2 separate regions of the Mus musculus genome follow, and region 2 is linked to region 1. A link is a contact called in public Micro-C data. All regions are on one chromosome and are shown on one strand. Each heading gives the region's core, a stretch centred on a gene start, on an enhancer-like site or on the middle of the called end of the contact. The rest is flanking DNA. Distances are from core to core; before and after follow the strand shown.

What was found. Hi-C and Micro-C count contacts between places; a contact is called where the count stands out from the background.
Region 2: a Micro-C map of embryonic stem cells shows a contact between it and region 1, with 2.0 times the contacts expected there. The contact joins the promoter of Sncg here to the promoter of Zfp488 in region 1. A contact is called at or near these places in 2 of 39 promoter capture datasets (hippocampal neurons and stem cell-derived epiblast-like cells) and 2 of 484 Hi-C or Micro-C datasets (embryonic stem cells and nephron progenitors).

Annotation. Positions count from the first base shown.
Region 1 is chr14:33,975,564-33,980,571 of GRCm38.p6, forward strand. Zfp488 (zinc finger protein 488) reads right to left here and starts at 3,201. Exons shown (of 2, transcript NM_001013777.2): 1 at 3,147-3,201.
Region 2 is chr14:34,371,673-34,376,684 of GRCm38.p6, forward strand. Sncg (synuclein, gamma) reads right to left here and starts at 2,997. Exons shown (of 5, transcript NM_011430.3): 1 at 2,788-2,997; 2 at 1,999-2,040; 3 at 1,584-1,711. The coding sequence starts at 2,908. Mmrn2 (multimerin 2) reads left to right here and starts at 3,832. Exons shown (of 7, transcript NM_153127.3): 1 at 3,832-4,106. The coding sequence starts at 3,943.

The DNA.
Region 1 (5,008 bases), core at 1,951-4,450:
GCACCGGCTAGAGGGACAGAAGTCCTGGATTCCAACATTCTCTGCCATTACCCACACTGGGACCTCCATTTTCCCATCTGCAAAAGGGAACATTTGGGTACCCCATCTCACTGGGTTGTCATAAATATGAGTTAGATCGATATCTCTAAAGTGCCAAGGAACCCGACTTGGCACCCCGTTTGTAGACAAGTTGTTGTTGTTCTCATTACAAGGGTACAGAGTCACCTCACGGTCCCCTTTGCATTTCTTGAGAACTCTCAGGAAGTAGCACACAGCCTGCTAAATGAATGAGCAAATAGCCAGGGCATTTCTTTCCCTTTTGTTCCATTTACAGACAATAGGATTCTCGGTAAACAAACGGACGCCTCTGGATTCTGAAAGCCCAACACCATACCAACTTTCATGAATCTGAGCTGCAATTCATAAACTAGTTCTGCTCAGAGACACCGTGGACCCTGCTAGATTGGTCTTCTGTTTGTCCTTCTCTCCTCAAGTTAAAACAAAACGAAGCATAAACAAACAAACAAACAAACACTGTGCATCCCGCCTTTCGGTGTCGCTGGAGTCTTACCCGATTCTTTTGGGAGATGCCAAAATATAATCACACACTAGCATTTTTGTATAAGGATGGCAAGCACCTGTGTTTTCCTGTGGGACTTGCACATGTTTCTAGGTATCTCCTAGCTCTGGGATATTGGAAACAATGAAAATTGTTTCTCTGAGCTTTCCAGGTTTTCATGGAGAAGCAGAGATGAGGGCTTCCAAGTCACTCCTAGAGGTTTCCACGTCCAGCTAAGGCGTTCTAGAACTTAGTGCTAACCCAGCTTGGCCATGTGGAGCCACATAGAGGTAGATGACATCATCACCCCTCCGACCCCAGGAATCTGCAAAAACAGAGCCAGTGTCACAGAGGACAAAAAAAAAAGTGATTTCTAGAGGCTCTCATGGGTGCATTCAGAGTTAGCCATGGCCAAGGGTGCCCGGGACACTAGAGCAAGGAGAAGTACTCAGCAAGGAGAAGTACTCTGATAAACATTATCAACTGGCCAACAAGTCGTGCAATCTGGAGTGATGCTTCAGCTAGAATGTGTGAGATTGACTTAGCTCCAAGGGTTCAGATTCCAAGATATAGTTTGAGTTGCAGTCTCAGCCTAGCCACTCACTACATGCATGACCCAGGACAAGCATTCAGGATGTTAATTCCCTCATAAATAAAACTGGAATAGTGATCTTCACTTAAGGATGTTTCTAACTGGACTAAACAGGGGTCTGTGTAAGATCTCAATAAAGGAAACTCTTGTTCCTGGTACTGTTAGAAAGAAAAAGCAGATGCCCTACCCTAGCCAGGGTTACAGTCACAGGATAAAATACACGGCTTATCTACCAGGCTGTTCAACAAGAGCCTTTTATATTCAAATAGTAACACCGTCTAAAAAGAGAATGGCAGTGACACTTTTATGCAGACACACACACTACATAATGAAGGAAAATGAAATTTAAAACATTGAAAATCAAGACTTTTCTTTGTATCCTTTTTAATGGCTTATCTGTTTTAAATATACTTTGCTAAGTCCTGGATTTCTGAAAAAGAAATCTGCTAAAAAAAAAAAAAAAGCTAACATGTCATTCCAAATCAGCTGAAAAGTGCCCCCCTTGCCATCTCCACTCCCAGTTCTGACTCCCCAGAGTCAGTGGTTGGATGACTTACAAGACAATTGAACTCTCCAATGCAGAACACGGACTCCCAAGTCAAAGCTTCCAGTACATGCTTATCAATTATCGATAATCCTTCAGTATAGCATCAAAAGCTCTTCTACTGACCACACCACAACCCTCACCGACCTAATTCCACTTCTGCTCATCAGTTTTGTGTGGCTTGCTTAAGGCCAAGCTTCCTTTTCTGCATCAATAAAAAGTTAAACTGGCTGAATTCTCATAAAATGACACAATAAACTACAAGGTCAATTTAAACTGTTTCTAAAAAGTCAAGGCTGCAAACTTGAATTGGTAATTAACACCCTTGAAAACAAGCAATCTGGTGTATGCTTTGTATGTTCTTTTGAACATAAAGACATATCATAAATATCATTAAACATGGAATTGTATCTTTGCCAAGACTAAATATTTAACAAAGCATCAAAAATTGCTCCTGTCTACATGTTGACTTGGCTCCCTGGCAATTTAAGCAGACTGGCTTTCCTAGATTTCTTCTCCTTTTAAAAATGTATCTAAGGTAATCTTTGAGAGTGACATGAAATATTTTCACAATTATCCTTCTACATAATAGACAAAAACATACACAGTCCTGGGCTCCCATTGTCTTCCTACAACCCAGCCCTGAACACCACCCCCTCTACGCCCCAGAACCTGACAGGCACAGCTTGCCCGGAAGGCACGCATGGTTGGAGCTGTCCCCTAAATGCTGCTGCAAGGACCGGCTCTCCTGGTGTGCTGTCTGTGCCTATTAGGGGAGAAAATGATGTCAAGAAAGGAACACACTATCCTATCAAAACCAGGCGTTTTCTTTCTGCTAACCCCGAAAACTCAGAGATACACAGTTTGATCGTTTATGGCTTTTCCCATAACAGGCATTGCGTTACATTTCCAGATGTTTGTGAATATCTACTGGAGAACACATCTGAGATTGGGTTGTGGTTCTTACTAGTCAGCACAAACCCTGTTGAGAATAATAGAGAATAATAGGATGCATGCATGGAGATATGAAATCAAGAAATACAGCACACACACAGCCTAGGAGGAAGAAAAAAAAAACAGAATTGTGTGCGGTGTGAGAGGGGGCACAACAGGAAGGAAAAGGGAAGATTTTTCCTTAAGGAAAGAAAGCAGGACTGCAAGGAGTCGCCCATAAAAATTAAACCTACAAGGAAATAAAAGGTGAGGGAGAGAGACAGAGGAAGAGACAAGATGAAAAAGACAGAAGATGAGTCCCAGATAGTGAACTGGAGAAAAGATATAGGAGCTGGAGACAGAGGGGAGGGAAATCCGGCCCTGCAACGCTACAGCTACAGCGGGACTTCAGAATTCTTTCCCGGGAAGAGGCCAAGGGAAGGAGAGGCATTCTGCTGTCCTCTCCCGGTGAGTCTGTCCGGTGAGTCTGTCCCGTAGGACCGCGGGGCGCATCTCACCTGGGCTCTCTCGCAGCATCAGCAAGGCAGGTTGAGTGTACCAGCTGCGGGTCCTTCAGCGTGCGTGTTGTTGAACTTGGCTGCGGAGCCCGCGGGATTCCAGGCCCCGCCTCGAGGGCGGGACCTTCAAGCCCGTAGAGGGTCCTCACCCCTGGCTCCTCCGGGCGGAGGCACCAGAGACCATAGACTGTAGCAACTTTGCAGAAATCAGAGCTCACTCCGCAGACCCCCTCCCTCCTCGACTCTGGCTTCGGAGCTTGACAGACAGCCAGGAGCTCCAGTCTCAGTCAGTACTGCTGTGTTTAGAGGCGATTCTGTCACCTCTAAGCGGTTGCACAGTGCACTCCAACCTCTAGGGTCTTGAACCCTCCCGGCCAAAGTGAGAGCAGCGATGAAGGCTTGGTGGCACACGAGAAGTTCCTGCTTGAAATGGCCAAGAACCCCTGTCTGCTCTCAACTCATTTTCCTCTAACCGCTAGAATAGCCGCCTGCGCAGCGGCTCTTGGCCTTCACTGAAGCACCCATTGTCTCCCCACCTTTCCAAGTCTCCCCACCTTTCCAAGTCTCCCCACCTTTCCAAGTCGTGGGTGGCAGAGAGGCCCTGGGCTGCCAACAATCTCCAAGGGTCTTTTAGGTAACTTTCCTGAAAGAAAGGGTGAAATGAGGCAGGAAGGGTCCCTTTGAATCAGGTGGCTGAGAATGGATATCCATAAGGCCATGTCCTGCAGGACCAGGAGTTTCCACTGTTGTGAGTTTCGGGGATGAGGATCGGGGTGGTGCTTGGTGTGGTTGCAGGACTCCTTTGTGGGTCCTGATGTTTAAACCTGGGTTGCTAAACAGCTTGACATGGTTGGCAAAGGAAAACCCACCCAAGTCCCCAGTTCCTTCTCTCAGTCATTCACTTACACAATTGTTCCCAGGTCAAAAGGGATTCTGAGTATGCACGGAGGTAAACAGAGGACTCTTCGGAGCCTTTACCCAGGTTGGGGATCCCTTACCAAAGTGAATGGGCGGTGGGTAATGCTGGACCTGGATATCCCTTGGAATCATGTGTCTTAGTCAGTGTTCTAGTGTTGTGAAGAGGCACCATGGTTGTGGTCTCTCTCATCAGGAGTACAATCTGTCTTGGTGCAGACCTGGATAGGCTGTGTTGACCCTTGGGCCCTTCCTGACTGTCAAGGGAGAGAATGAGGACTAGATCTGAAAGAGGGGCCTGGATTCCTCCTGCCACTGCAGAGGCACAACCAGCAGAAGGTTAAGAAAGTCCTGGCTGGCCTTCAAGCACCTCCACCAGCATCCTCAAAACATCCTGGGCTCTCAGGTCTGGCTTCTTCTGGTATGCTTGGTTCACTGTGTCTTATCCTTCTCCTTGGAAGCGATGGTTCTAGGCTTGAGCTCTCAAGCCAGACCAACAATCTGTGCTCTACAAGAGAATTCCACCCTTTGCTTAGCTTGGTCAGACATCTGAGAGGCCTGAACAGGTCTTGACTCATTGATGGCTAGCACAGGTTGGAGGTGGATTACAAGCCTTTGGAACTGACAGTGTTATTGGGCCAAATCTTCCAGAGAATGGCTGTGAGCTCCAAGTGTGGGAAGCCACATGTGCCATTGCTGAGTGGCACTGACTACTGCTGGCCACCATGCATAAGATTGGACAAACAACCAATGTGTACATATGCAGTAAAGTTTTTTGCAAAAACACTGCCTGGCCCAGGCATGATAATGAGGTTCTGTAAGGTACTGAGAGTATAACCAATCGGATGTGAGACATGCAAATGAGGTATGATAATGAGGCTCAGTGAGGTACTGAGAGAGAGTAGCCAATCAGATGAGGAACATGCAAATGAGGCTTAGTGCATAAC
Region 2 (5,012 bases), core at 1,747-4,246, 400 kb after region 1:
ATGACAGGTGCTGTCTTAATTAGGGTTTTACTGCTGTGAACAGACACCATGACCAAGGCACTTCTTATAAGGACAGCATTTAATTGGGGCTGGCTTAATGGTTCAAAGGTTCAATCCATTAGCATCAAGGTGGGAGCATGGCAGCATCCAGGCAGGCATGGAGCAGGAGGAACTGAGAGTTCTACGTCTTCATTTGAAGGCCACGCTAGGAGAAGGCTTCCAGGCAGCTAGGGCAAAGGTCTTAAAGCCCAGGCCTACAAGGCCACACCCACTCCAACAAGGCCACACCCACTCCAACAAGGCCACACCCCCTAATAGTGCAGCTCCTTGGGCCAAGCATAAACAGACCATCACAGGCACTAACCATGTGCCTGGCAGAATTGCATCCTAGTATCACTTCTCTGCCTCCTCCCAAAGCCCTAAGGTGTAGCATTTCAGATGAGGAAATGGGTATAATCCAGAGAGGATCTTCTCAAAGTCACACAGCCTGCAGAGGTGCACCTACACACTCCAGTGACAGGAGACCCTGTGCTGGCCCTGGAAGCAGGTGTTTGGGGTGAGTGACCCCTCCCCTTTCTCCTGCTCCTTACAGTAGTCTTCTGTGGCATTGGCTGTGTGGGAAGCCTAGGGCTGCACCATTGGGGTTGCCTGCTGTAGTGTGTGTGGCTGACCATAACAGGTCTTTGGAATTAGCTTCCTTCCCAACCTCCATTCTGGAATCCCCATTCATGCACAGTCCATACTCAGTCTTTCAAGGGTGTAGCTCAGAAACTGGCCACTCACGGAACCTACGTGCTGGCAGAGACCAGCCATGTGACCGTGGTGCATCATATCACCTAATCTCTCTAGGCCCTTCCTTCCATATCTGGTTTGGTGGAATTTGGGGCCCCATTAAATAGGTTAGTAAGTGTAAAAGACTTAAAGCAGAGCTTACTCTTTGGCAAGTGCGGAGACAGCTCCTACTTCTGGCATCTATCCCCAGAGAGCCTGATGCCCCTGTTTTATCCACTGCCTGCCACATGCGTACATACACATGCGCATCCATTCACACATGCATTCCACGCATATGCGTTCACACACATCTCTACCCTACCAATAATGCACATACAACCCACATGTTCACACAAAGACCTCAGCAGAGGGTGGAGTCGGAGCCCTGCCACTTGCCCACCACAAGTGGGCAGTGTTGCCATTACTGCTTCCTTGGGAGGTGGAAGCTAGACCCTGGGATGAGGGAGGGTTGGATAAAAGATAAAAGGTAGCTCTGGTGGTGGCTTTCAGCTTTAGCCTGTCACCATACACTGCCCTTGTGATATGTATTTCCTGCATGCCAAGGGGATGGGGCTGGCCATGGTCTGCATGTCGCTTTCCTTGTGCATAAAATGAATCCCAAGTCCCCACTCTTGGAGTGTGATGGGGATTCCTGATATGAACAGGTACAGAGATACCAAGTCGCCCCAGCACACAGTGGGTACTGTCTGTAAAGTTAAGCAGTGTCTAGTGCTATTTACCCGTGTGTTCACGAGGGCAGAATTGCCTCCTATTGCTGGGGAGCCTAGAAAAAGGACATGAACCAGGCTTACCTTGCGCACCACCCCGGTGGTGACCACGATGTTTTCAGCCTCCTCCACGGTCTTGTTGGCCACTGTGTTGACGCTGCTGACCACAGCTTCACTCACGGCATTGGCCTGCTCCTTGGTCTTCTCAGCCACTGCAGAGGATTCTGGTTGGACTCAGCCCTGGCCCCCTCCACTGCTGCCTACCCAAGCTGAGGAGAGCAACCCCTTCCCAGAGCCCAGATGCCTGATGCCTGACTTCTAGTTACTTCGATCCCTTTGTCTGACTCTAGGGCAGAACAATGTGATGGTCTATCTTCAGGGCATGTAGTGGTTTGGGTCACCAAGGGCTTAGGGCTCCAGTTGGTACAAAGAGGACTTCAGGTATGGACCCTGGATATAGGGCAGGATTTGTGGGGTCCCCAGTTCTGGGTCATCTTACCTGAGGTGACACTTTGTACCACGTTCTCCTTGGTTTTGGTGCCTATTGGAGGAAGAGGTGTACAAGCGGTCAGGGCAAACAGCTGGACACAATGTGGGGGCCAGGAGGGGATGAGGATGGCGTCTGGGGACAGTAGCCCCTTCAAAAGGCCATTTCCTGCTGTGTCTGAAGGACAGAGGACAGACGGGAAGGAGACAGGACAGGAAGAGGGGACAAAATAGACCAGGCCTGAGGTACTGTTACTGGTAGGGCTATGGCCCTTGCATGGGCGTGGCCCCGGCCTCAGAAGCAGCAGCTGAACAGGGCAGAGAAAGCTGAGTCACAGGATTAGCCACCCCTGTCCCCTCTTTAGAAAGAGCCCAGAATGCTGGGGGTGGGTTGAACACTAAATGGGACCCATTTTCACAGACTACCCTTCCCCTCTAAGCCAGGAGTGGCCTGGCTCAGATGCAGCAACTCCCATTGGAGAAAGCGGGGTCCACCTGAGCAGATCATTACCTCAGGGTCTCCAGGTTAGGAGACTCCAGGCATGTGTGTGCATGCTTTTGAGTGCCCACACGTAGGTGTGGCACTCCGGTCCTGTCCCACTCAGAGTCCCTTCCCCCAGAGTATCAAAGACAATTAGATACTACCATATTCTCCAGGGTGTGCGACCCTGCCTCAACAATCAGAATTTCATCTCAAAACGCTTTCTAGAAGCTGGGGGAATCTGCAGAGGGAGGCATCTGCCCTCCATTAGGGACCCCTCCACCCTGCCCCGCCCCGCCCCGCCCCACCTACCACACTCACCCACATACATAACCCCCTCCTTGGTCTTCTCAGCTGCCTCCGTTACTCCCTGCTTGGTCTTTTCTACAGCACCCACAACACCTTCCTTGGCAATGGAGAAGCCTTTCTTGAAGACGTCCATGGTGTTTGCAAGGATGGAACCTGGCTGCTGCAAGCTATGGACTGGAGTGCTGCCGCAGCCGCTGTCTCTGCTGCTACTGCCTCTTATTGACGCAGATGAAATATTGATGCTGTGGCTGCTGGCTGGAGCCCAGCCAGCCCGGGCCAGGGTGGGGGCAGGGAGGGCGGGCCAGAGAGAAGGCATGCCTCACGGGGATACCAGCGAGCAGGGCCCGGGCCCCTACTGGCTCTATTCTGCCCTGCTGACTCTTGTTGGCCCTGGGGGAGGGAGAGCGTGTTGGAGGCTGGACATATCCTAATCTATCATTACACCTCATTCATCCTTGGAAAGCCCTGGTGGTCTCGTGCCCTGGCTCTTATATGCAGAAGAAAAGTGCCTTGACTGATGATGCCTCAGTGTCCCAGGCTGGGCCGGGGTCAGGGCCAATCCAATGAATGGCCAACCTGCAGGCTGCCCTGTTATCCAGTTCCCCACTGTATCCTGGATGCTCTTGAGCCTGGAGCTCTAGCCAAACCTGTTGGAAGGCTGAGGCCAGAAACACCCAAAGCTGCTCCCCATGCCCTAGACTGGGCTGCCCGCTGTGTGATTCTAGCATAGTCCCTTTCCTTCTCTGAGTTCCCACCCACCTGCTAGTTCCCATAGCCCAAGGTGCCGAGCAGGTGTGATGTGCCCGTTCCCCACTTCCTGGCCAACAGTATGGGTGGCACCAGATCTCCTCCAGGCCCACGACAGAGTCCTGGAGAAATAAGTTTAATGGGGCCACCTTTATGTGTCTACCAAATCCCGTGTCCCTGATTCAAGTGCCCTCAGGACACAGGAATTGACCTGAGTGGTTGGAGGCCTCCAAGGGGGCCAGGCTGGAAGGGGCGGGGGCGGGGGCGGATGAGACTTGCCGGGTGGGCCGGACCAGGCCACTTCCTCCCTTTGTTGTCCTCGTGTTTTCTTTTCTTTCTGACATTTCGCTTGAAGACCACATCACCAGCAAATTTGAGAGTCACTTGTAAGGCTGAGCATCAGCACAGGAGCCCCTCACCATGATCCCGACACTGCTGCTGGGCTTTGGGGTGTACCTGAGCTGGGGACTGCTAGGGTCCTGGGCACAGGACCCCGGTACCAAGTTCTCCCATCTCAATAGGCCCGGCATGCCTGAAGGCTGGAGACTAGGGGCTGAGGATACCAGCAGAGACCCCATCAGACGGTAAGGAAATCCTGCCCTTGTCGGAGATCGGGAGATGATGTCTGAGCCCCAGATACACATCTGAGGAATGGGCTGATGTGTGGCTATCTCTATAGCTAAGGGATGCTAGTTTCCTGGATCTGGTACTCCAGGCCCCAGGCTGGGGATGGCAGGGTGATTCCTGCTTGACCTATAGCAGGGGCTTTGGGTGGGGCTGCAACAGGTAACACAGCTCCCACTAGTGGCATGGGACTCAGAGGGTTGGGTGTTCTAGATGATTCCAGGTGATGGGGCTATCGCTCCTGCTCTTCAAAGGAGCTCAGCTCTGAAACCTGAGCCTCTGTAAGGCTGGCCCAGCCTAAGCCCTAGGGGACAGCAGCTCACAGGGAAGGCATTTGGATCTAAGTGCCCAGAGTACCAGGCCAGGATTACTAAACAGAGCAAGGGTTCCTCAGTCCCCAGAGCTCATGGAGGCAGGGAATCCTAGAGCAATTTCACGAAGCCTCCTGCACGGACAGGGTGCAGTGAGACCCCAGGCAAGGTTTTCCGACATCGCCTTTATGCTTAGAGGTGCCAGGACTCTAGGTCTGTCCCTCAGGGTTTGGAGTCTCATGTCTCGACATGTTCAAGGTGGCACGCAGATGCCACTTCCTGGGATAGCCTCTGGGGCTCCACTTTTCAGGTATTCTCCCCATTCCTCTCCCCTAGCAGCCTGATTCACAGTGGCGGGGCCTGAGGCTCACAGTGCTTGAGTCATCTACCCTGGGTCACAGGCACAGAGAGCTGGACCCTTGCTTTCATACCTAACTCTCAGAGTGGAAACTGTCGGATCTGTAGGGTAAACGGCCAACATCCCCCTCCTACCCCTACCACCCCCCCGCCCCAGCCTCCCCACTACATAGAAAAGGGACTGTAACAGAATTCCCA